2 separate regions of the Mus musculus genome follow, and region 2 is linked to region 1. The links are chromatin contacts, called in public HiChIP or PLAC-seq maps. All regions are on one chromosome and are shown on one strand. The core of a region is the stretch at or near the end of the contact, and the rest is flanking DNA. Distances in the headings are between cores, read along the strand shown. Region 1 has its middle 8.2 kb from the start of Gm39701. Region 2 has its middle 15 kb from the start of Gm10522.

Evidence for each region. HiChIP or PLAC-seq counts read pairs in DNA pulled down with a chosen protein or histone mark.
Region 2: a contact with region 1 is called in an H3K27ac HiChIP or PLAC-seq map of the HPC-7 cell line, with 5 times the contacts expected there. The contact joins two enhancer-like sites. A contact is called at or near these places in 3 of 15 datasets of contacts at CTCF or cohesin (the NIH/3T3 cell line, large pre-B cells and pro-B cells), 7 of 484 Hi-C or Micro-C datasets (B cells, Sertoli cells, bone marrow-derived macrophages and 4 more), 9 of 115 datasets of contacts at active chromatin or transcription factors (the HPC-7 cell line, bone marrow-derived dendritic cells, bone marrow-derived macrophages and 4 more) and 4 of 9 other capture datasets (adipose tissue, bone marrow-derived macrophages, liver and 1 more).

Annotation. Positions count from the first base shown.
Region 1 is chr1:170,950,804-170,955,751 of GRCm38.p6, reverse strand. No RefSeq gene overlaps it. Among named protein-coding and RNA genes, the nearest start is that of Gm39701, 8.2 kb to the right of the region's middle. Within about 2 kb of position 2,376, at least 33 of the 459 cell types and tissues checked have an H3K27ac peak or open chromatin away from gene starts, as enhancers often do. A contact at or near this core is called in the HPC-7 cell line, adipose tissue, bone marrow-derived dendritic cells and 2 more, where this site is marked.
Region 2 is chr1:170,996,103-171,001,050 of GRCm38.p6, reverse strand. No RefSeq gene overlaps it. Among named protein-coding and RNA genes, the nearest start is that of Gm10522, 15 kb to the right of the region's middle. Within about 2 kb of position 2,705, at least 167 of the 459 cell types and tissues checked have an H3K27ac peak or open chromatin away from gene starts, as enhancers often do. A contact at or near this core is called in the HPC-7 cell line, adipose tissue, bone marrow-derived dendritic cells and 2 more, where this site is marked.

The DNA of each region.
Region 1 (4,948 bases), core at 1,127-3,626:
GCAAATTATATCTTGGGTAGTCTAAATTTCTGGGTTAATATCTGCTTATCAGTGAGTGCATATCATGTGTGTTCTTTTGTGATTGGGTTATCTCACTCAGGATGATATCCTTCAGATCCATCCATTTGCCCAAGAATTTCATAAATTCATTGTTTTTAATAGCTAAGTAGTACGCCATTGTGTAAATGTACCACATTTTCTGTATCCATTTGTCTGTTGATGGACATCTGGATTCTTTCCAGCTCCTGGCTATTATAAATAAGGCTGCTATGAACATAGTGGAACATGTGTCCTTATTATAAGTTGGAACTTCTTCTGGGCATATGCCCAGGAGAGGTATTGCTGGATCTTCCGGTAGTACTATATCCAATTTTCTGAGGAACCGCCAGACTGATTTCCAGAGTGGTTGTACCAGCTTGCAATCCCACCAACAATGGAAGAGTGTTCCTCTTTCTCCTCATCCTCACCAGCATCTGCTGTCACCTGAATTTTTGATCTTAGCCATTCTGACTGGTGTGAGGTAGAATCTTAGGGTTGTTTTGATTTGCATTTCCCTGATGATTAAAGATATTGAACTTTTTTTTCAAGTACTTCTCAGCCATTCGGTATTCCTCAGTTGAGAATTCTTTGTTTAGCTCTGTACCCCATTTCTTAATGGGTTATTTGATTTTTCTGGAGTCCATCTTTTTACGTTCTTTATATATATTAGATATTCATCCCCTTTCTAATTTAGGATTGGTAAAGATCCTTTCCCAATCTGTGGTGGCCTTTTTGTCTTATTGACAGTGTCTTTTGTCTTATAGAAGCTTTGCAATTTTATGAGGTCCCATTTGTCAATTCTTGATCTTACAGCACAAGCCATTGCTGTTCTGTTCAGGATTTTTTTCTCTGTGCCCATATCTTCGAGGCTTTCCCCCACTTTCTCCTCTATAAGTTTCAGTGAGGATAGACCATTCTTAAAGCCCTGATTTAAAAGGAGACCAAGATGACCATCACATACCTAGCTTAATCCCGTCAAAGAAGAGTGACTGTTGAGACTGAAACCTAACCGCTGTGTCTTTGTCCCTCCTGGATGCCTCGATAAAGGTTTACCTGGTTGATTTGTTTTGCTTTCTTTTTTTCTGACTTGTGATAACTTTGACTTTTTTTTTTTTTTTTTTTTTTTGAGACAGGGTTTCTCTGTATAGCCCTGGCTGTCCTGGAACTCACTCTGTAGACCAGGCTGGCCTCGAACTCAGAAATCCACCTGCCTCTGCCTCCCAAGTGCTGGGATTAAAGGCGTGTGCCACCACTGCCCGGCAACTTTGACTTATTAATCAAGTATTTTGCCTTTTGCTTGGTTTCAAGCATGATATTTTCTACTTTATTTACATTTATGTGATATATTACTTATTTCTAAATTTCTTGTTTTCAAACAAATTAATAAAAGGCTGTAACTTCTCCTGTATTGATGTTTTGGCCATAAGCATTTGACTTAAATATGCATGTCTGTCTATGTTCTTTCTGAATAGTTTATAATTTTAGCTTTATTTTCTTCCTTTTTTAGGCTTTATTTTATTTTATTTATTAATATTTATTTATTTATGTATTTATTTATGTCACCACGACACAAGCCAGGATCGTATGAGAAGAGGGAGCTGAGTAACTGCTTCCATCAGCCTGCCTAAAGGCATTTTCTTGCTGCTGACTGATTGGTATGGGAGGGTCTAGCACACTGTGGGCAGTGCCACCACTAGGCAGATGGTCCTGGACTGTTTAAAGCAGGCTGAGCAACGCAAGGGGAGCAAACATTAAAAAGGACTCCTCTATGGTTTCTGCCTTAAGTTCCTGCCCCCACCTCTCTTCATTACATGAAGCTGTAACGACCCTTTTCCTTTCCAAGTTGTGTTTAGTTATGGTATATTATCACAGCAAAGAAATCAAGACTGTGTGTGTGTGTGTGTGTGTGTGTGTGTGTGTGTGTGTGTGTGTGTGTACACATGCTATACCCACAGAGGCTGGAGCTGGAGATACATGGGATTGTGAGTTGCCATGTGAATGCTGGGCACTAAACTCAGGTTTTCTGAAAGAGCAGTAAGTGTTCACAACAGCTTCACAACAAGTGTTTTATCTCCAGCTCCTTTATTTCCTTCTTAACCAAAACTTTATTTACAAACTTGGGTTGTACTTGTTTTGAGCACTGTCTTTTTGATTGCCTGCTTTAATTACATAATAGCCAGGAAACATGGCCTGTCTGATTTTTCTGCATGAGTATCTGTAAGTACATGTGTGACGATGACGATGCTTATATTTGAAAAATAGATGATATTTTGCAGTACTCCCACTCAGTTTGAGTTGCATCACAATGCAGGCAGATCACAAGACATGTCTGACTTCCTTCTTTCCCCACATCCCCTCAGTCCTGCACCCCATGTGGAACTTTCTTCAACTCCTTCAACTGTGTCTTCTGAGAACTGACTTCCATATTTTTATGTAATATACTGTATTGCTATTCTTTGTTTGTTTTGGGTTTTTTTGTTTGTTTGTTTTGGGTTTTTTGTTTGTTTGTTTTGGTTTTTGCAGTACTAATCTAACCCATTTAGTTTCCTGCTGCAGAACTTGGGGGCTGGTCTTGTTCCATGTGCTTACTGGCTTCCCACTTTCCCATCAGATGCTCTCATGTAGCCTGTCACAGTTTGATGATCACTGTCTCATTCCGGTGACACTCATCTGATTACATTTCCTTTCTTCAACAATCGTCTTCCTCCAGAACCAAGGCTTGGTTTTTGTCATTTTCTTAGTTGAATGTGTGTCTATTTTTAGCTTCTCCCCCATGCAGGGTAAGGAATACTGCAGAGAAACTTAATATTGTTTTTCATATGGTAAAATGCATGGCGTATTTCATTGTTTCTTTTTCTTCAACACAATGTTTCTCTTCAACACTAACTTGGATATTTCATCTCTAGGGCTGTTGTTCAGCTGTGTTCATGGAACCAAAGTTTTCCTGAAGAGGAGCCAATATTCCTAACTGTTGAGCCATCTCTCTACCCCCCACCCCACCAATTTATGTTAAAGAACATAACTTTATTTGGTTAACCTATTTCAGAATTTGTTGGCTGGGCAATAATGCCGTAGCTGGTATCTCTGTGTTAGAATGTAGAAGAAGTACCAGTAAAATTGCTCTGTCGAATCAGAAGAATATCACAGGCTTTTTCATTTCCTTGGCTATGTGTCTTGGAGGGAAGAAGCCAGTGATTCTATTGCTGGTGGCAGAAGTTAGGGAAGAAAGGTCTACCTACTTGTTTCCAGGTTCTTATTACCATTGGGGAAAGACTCCAGAGACAGGAAAGAGTAAGGAATCTGGCAAAGGCTTTACTATAGAGTAAAAATATACACTTGAGAGGTGTGAATGTGTTTCTCAAAGAGTATGATTGCTAGGGCTTTGCATAGCTTTTTTTATGTATAAGTTTTAATGGAAGAAAGGTCTTATTCGTGAGCTAAGGTATATATAGGATTATTGGATACTCAAGGGGTGCATTGGAGTTTGTCTGAGAATAGCATTTGCTCAGCCCTGACCATCCTGGAACTCTACATAGATCTAGCTGGCCTGGAACCCAGAGATCTACCTGCCTCTTCCTTCCAAGTGCTGGGATTAAAGGCATGCTCCTCTGTTCTTACCTGAGGTTTTTGGATTTCAGATTCAACGATTGGAATGAGACGCTTCCAGACTAACAGAATAGAGATGGAATTACAGTGAAGTAATAACACTGTGGCAGTCTTGATAAGCCCTGTTGGCTTCTGCTAGTTTGGGATGGTCTTGTTTCTTCCCTGTTTGAATGGTCACATGATGTGTGATGTGATATAGCCCCATGGTTGCGTCAGTCTCTAGCAACTATACGGTTTGCTTTTTATTTTCCCCCCACAGACTTACACCGTAGCCCGTTGCTGTAAATATTATTTGGGGTTTCTACCCCACCTTAGATCATTTAGTTCCCACATAAAAGACACAAAACCTTTATATTTATAATAAGCCTTAAAAGCACTAGAGTTGGGCAGATATCAACCCTCTGTGCTATTTTGTCTATTCCCTGTCAATAACCGTGAGATATCGTTTGGTATGTTCTGCCTGGGCCACTGCTACTTCAACAGGCCAGTCCTCATGGCCTTGTTTGTGCTCGTGGTCCACCTACCCCATGACAACTTTTCCCCCTCTTATTCTCCTCTCCTCTCCTCTCCTCCCCTCCCCTCCCCTCCCCTCCCCTCCCCTCCCCTCCCCTCCCCTCCCCTCCCCTCCCCTCCCCTCTCCTCTTCTTGCTGGCCCTACCCCAGATCACAAGCCTAGGAACTGAAGCCTCACCTACCTCTTTTCTTCCCAACTATAGACTGTAGGTGTCTATTAACCAATCATGGATAACTGGGGGGCAAGGTTTAAACAACCAAAGCTGATGATATACTTGAGAATCTGCTCATCTTGGAGCAACCAGATCTTAGGGTACAGAATTTAGCATCTGAATACAAGCGAGTGCTAGGATTACAGGTGTGACCCACATACCCCATACTTTTTCTATTCTACACCTTCTAGGATGTTTTGTTTTCTGCTAGGTATTTTGTTTCAACAATCATTTTAACTAATTAACACACTGAGAAAATCCAGGGTGGCTGAGAATTAAAGGCTTTATCCTATGCCCGCAATCTTAAGGAAAGTAACAGAGAGGAAAGATAAACCTTGGTGTCTGCTAAACAAATTTGCAGAGTCACCATGAAGAGACTTTGAAGGTTTAAATTGACTGTCAACCTGATAAGATCTAGAGTCACCTAGGCAACAAGCCTCTGGGCGTGCTTATGAAGGACTGTCTGAATTAGATTAAAGGAGATGGGAAGACCCACCGTGAATGTGGGCAGGGGCATTCCAGGAACTAAAGTCCTGAACTGCTTGAAAAGGGAGAGGCTAGCAAGGGCTGTCATCTTT
Region 2 (4,948 bases), core at 1,456-3,955, 45 kb before region 1:
TTTTTTTTTTTTTTGGTATTTTTGAGACAGGGTTTCTCTGTAGCCCTGGCTGCCCTGGAACTCACTTTGTAGACCAGGCTGGCCTCGAACTCAGAAATCTGCCTGCCTCTGCCTCCCAAGTGCTGGGATTAAAGGTGTGTGCCACCACGCCCGGCTAACAATTCTTAATAAATCATATCAGGAAGTTGAGGGCAAAAGTGGATATAAGAAATCAATTATTACCAGTCCAGCTTCAGTGAGAGTCACGTCAGCCAGTGCTGTCATTGTTCTTGTTCCCGACCATGTGCCTTTCTGAACTTCATATTGTTCCCTAAGATTTTTTTATTTATTTTTAACATATATATATATATATATATCATATATTACTACTGGCTCTGATATATATATATATCAGAGCCAGTAGTAAAAACATCTCAACTAGCTTCACTAACAAGTTTATTTTTCCACATGTTTTCTAAGGGTGGTTGTCACTGCTGACACTCTGTGTCTCTAAGTTCTTCTCTAGGGTGGTGATTGAATCATTAATCTGCTCCAGCAGCAATGTCTGAAAGAGATCAAGCATTAGTATTGTGAGTGCCAGAGACACTGCCCAGTGAGGGACTGGAAGCTCCCTTAGAATTTTCATAATTCTTAGATTAAGATGATGTGAGGGCAGCAGGCCTCACATGTGGTCCTCAGGGCCGTGCCACCCTGAGGCCCACCCATGTGGCTGTGATAACCTGTGGGCTGCATTCCGTGAGTTCTAAAGCCATTTGCTGTTCCTCCTGCATGACCCTTGGCAGGAAAGGGTATGAAAAAGCCAGCAGAGGCTGAGGAAGAGGATTGAGCCAGCAGAGGAGGAAGAGAAGGCAGTTGGTGCAGGAGATAGTTTAGGAGTGAGTTGAGGTGGGAGAGGCTGTAGCAGATAGGCTACAATGGTTGGGAGAAGGGACTATTTAGGGAAACTGAAGGAGGAACATTTGTAGGGGCTGCACTGGACACTGGGAGGACAGCTGACAGGGAGTTAAGAGAGCTGGTTATTGTTTGTAAGAAAAGCAAGTGTTGGGTTGGAGAGATGGCTCAGTGGTTAAGAGCATTGACTGTTCTTCTGGAGGTCCTGAGTTCAAATCCCAGCAATCACATGGTAGCTCACAACCATCTGTGATGGGTTCTGATGCTGTCTTGTGGTGGCATTTATTTATTATAAAATAAATAAAAATATTTTTTCTTTTTTTCTTAGATATTTTCTTCATTTACATTTCAAACACTATCCCAAATGTCCCCTATACTCTCCCCCCCGCCCTGCTCCCCTACCCACTCACTCCCACTTCTTGGTCCTGGCATTCCCCTGTACTGGGGCATATAAAGTTTGCTAGACCAAGGGGCCTCTTTTACCAATGACACTCCTCCATTGCTGGTGGGATTGCAAGCTGGTACAACCACTCTGGAAATCAGTCTGGTGACTCCTCAGAAAACTGGACATAGAATTACTGGAAGATTCAGCAATACCTCTCCTGGGCATATACCCAGAAGATGTTCCAACTTGTAATAAGGACACATGTTCCACTATGTTTATAGCAGTCTTATTTATAATAGCCACGAGCTGGAAAGAACCCAGATGTTCCTCAACAGAGGAATGGATACAGAAAATGTGGTACATTTACACAATGGAGTACTACTCAGCTATTAAAAAGAATGAATTTATGAAATTCTTGGGCAAATGGATGGATCTGGAGGATATCATCCTGAGGGAGGTAACCCAATCACAAAAGAAGTCACTTGATATGCACTCACTGATAAGTGGATATTAGCCCAGAAACCTAGAATACCCAAGATACAACTTCTAAATAAAAATCTTTAAGAAAGAAAGAGAAGCAGACATTAAAAGAAAAAACTAAAACAAAACACAAGACCCCCTTTTTACAATACGCCTCGCTTTCAAATTCACCTACCCTGTTGCTGCATAGCTGACACCCACCTCCGTCATTCACTGACATGAGAGCCTAGTTTCTTCTGCCTTTCACTGTGGGCTGAAGACAAGTGGCTCACTAGCAAGATTCCTGGCCTTCAGCACCAGGCTGGCACCGGGGAGGTTCCTAGTCTTGTGGACTGAACTATTAGTTCAAAGCCTTTCCATTGTAAAAACAGCCATTTGTTGGACCACTCAGACTGAATCATGGAAGCCCATCTAAGAACTGCCCCCTTCAGTCAGTTCTAATTCCCTGACTTACTACTGTAACAAAACACGATCTTTCTCAGTATGTGGTGATCACGAGATTTAGGGGAGACTCAAGCTTTCCTGGCACCAGGAAATCATTTTCAGTTAGCTTAAGCCAGAAATTCTCCAAGTTGCGCTCTAGCAGAGTCATCTGGAGAGCTGGGTCTCTTTCAAAGTTTCTAAGTTTGGTAGGGCCTGAGAATTTGCATCTCCAGCAAGTTTCTAAGCAATGCGGAGGCTGATTTTGAGAACCGTCGCTCTGAGGCAGTCATAGGATTCCACTCTCTTGCCAGGCATCGCGCTGATCACGTGAACATGGCTGGGGCCAACAAATCCCACTCTGCTGGATCCTGAGGTACAAGGATTGGCCAGTTCTCTGTCAGTCTTTGGACATGGTGCTATTGCACCGCACGCTGCCCGGAGCTGCTGCGGTCAGCTTCAGCATGCTTTCACAAGAAAAGAAAAGTGGCTGACGTGTTGAAGAGAGCGAGGCAAAGAGAAGGAAGTGTCTGCACTGTTGCGGGCACTGTGGTAGGCTAGAGACTGCTGCAACAGCAGATTGCAGTCATGGAGAGGTACGTTCCTTAAACAGGAAAAGCAAGACCACCCAAAACTGACTGGGGCCCAGCAGAGATGGCAACTGTCATTTACCTCATCAGAATGACGTCTCTATATGATTAGCCTTGTAAAATGCCCTTTTCCCTTCATGCATCTGTTGCTATGTCATATCTGAAATCTCCATATAAAGACAAAAATGGATAGTAGCCCTGTCGGGGAAACGAAAGGGATCCCAGCCCATCCCTGTGGTTCCCTGATTTTTTTCTCTGCCTTAACTCATGGATACTCTTTCCCTGCATTAAAGATTGCCCTAAAAATGTTGCCCAAAGTTCTGCGCAGTGTGACCATTTCTGGGGGCCTCACCCACTGCCTGAGTGTGCACTTTCGTTCTGAAATCAACTTCCTCCTAATTCCTTACTTTGCCTCATTAAAAGAAAAAGGTTTTCTGATGATGACGAGAGACTAGAAACACTGGGTAAAGGTTTCACCACCAGCAACAATATTATTACACGTTATCTATAATTTATAGTTACATGTTTAAGAAACTTGGTATGCCACATGGTAAAGCCATTTTTTTGGGGGGGGGTCTATGTAAGCTGTTTTCTGTTTTCTGTCATTTTGCTGTAGGAAGCCACCTAGTGATGCTCTCTTCCAGAACTCAAAGACTCTACTTAATGCAGCAGAGTCTAGAGGGACTGGGTTTCCAGACCTCAGGCTGAGGGCTATAATGTTGGCCAGTACTAAGCACTAAGGAATCCTTAATTCTAGATGACCATAAAGGCTAAAACTCAGGCTTCTGCCAAGATTGAAGGACAGGAAAATGTAGAACTAACTAAAAACTATGCATAGTTATACTCTCTATTTTCCAGAAGCACAAAAGAATCATGCTGTGTGTACTGGCATGTGTTTTGTGTGTCAACTTGACACAAGCTGGAGTTATCACAGAGAAAGGAGCCACAGTTGAGGGAATGCCTCTATGAGATTCAGCTGTAAGGCATTTTCTCAATTAGTGATCAAGGGTGGGAGGGGCCATTGTGAGTGGTGCCATCCCTGGGCTGGTAGTCCTGGGTTCTATAAGAAAGCAAGTTGAGCAAGCCAGGGGAAGCAAGCCAGTAACATCCCTCCATGGTCTCTGCATCAGCTCCTGCTTTCTGACCTGCTTGAGTTCCAGTCCTGACTTCCTTTGGTGATGAAGAGCAACGAGGAAGTGTAAGCGGAATAAACCCTTTCCTTCCCAACTTGCTTCTTGGTCATGATGTTTGTGCAGGAATAGAAATCCTGACTAAGACACCATGTTAGGGTACCAATTTCAGAGGCCTGCATAAGGACACTAGAGGGCACTGTTCACTGCTGCCAAGCTCTGGGGGAAGGAAGCCTGCCAGAGTCCAGCCCTTGGAAAGCAGACCAGCAGACCAGCTCACTCCTATGCCTCAACCTTGAAAAGCTTTATTAATCCCTAGACAGTGATCATTGGTGGTAATCCTTCACCTGGGACATACTCTTGCTATACGTGAGCTCTGCTTGCCTCCAATCTCTTGAACTTACAAATAACTTATAATAAACATTATACACACACCCTCCTCTTGTTGCCTATGAAATTTATGCTTTGGGTTTACAGAGACAAAGAACCCAGACACCTGAGATGGGAAAGCCTCCATTTCTATTAAGGTCTTCCCATGTTCCTTGAAACAATGCAAATGGCTAAACTTTCTTGAACCCATTAGCTTTAGGAAGGCAGAACAGGCATCTTATAGGCAGAATGTTAAAATAAGATAAAATGGACCTCTGTCCATTAAATTCGTTGCATTTTTGAGAGCGAGGAGTGCAGCATAGTGAGATGCAGGTAGACTATAAAAGGTGTTTGCACATCACCATTGTGTGCCTTACAGGCCATGATGAGTTTGGGCTTTACCCTGAGGTCACGGGGTACCACTCATCATTTTAAACAGCAGAGTGTACTTGGGATTTAAGAAGACTATTCTGGTAACAGACAGGTTGAGAAGTAAGACTGAGGGAAAGACAAGTGAGGTTGTTGCAACGGCTCTGGTTGCAGATGAAGGCGATTAAGACTAAGGGGGAAATGGTGTAAGTAAGATTAGGATGTTTAGCAAGAAAAACTGCCAAAAGTTGGATGTGAGTTTTGAAAGAGAGACCCAACCATGATGTCTTAGTTAGAGATTTTCTGCTGTGAAC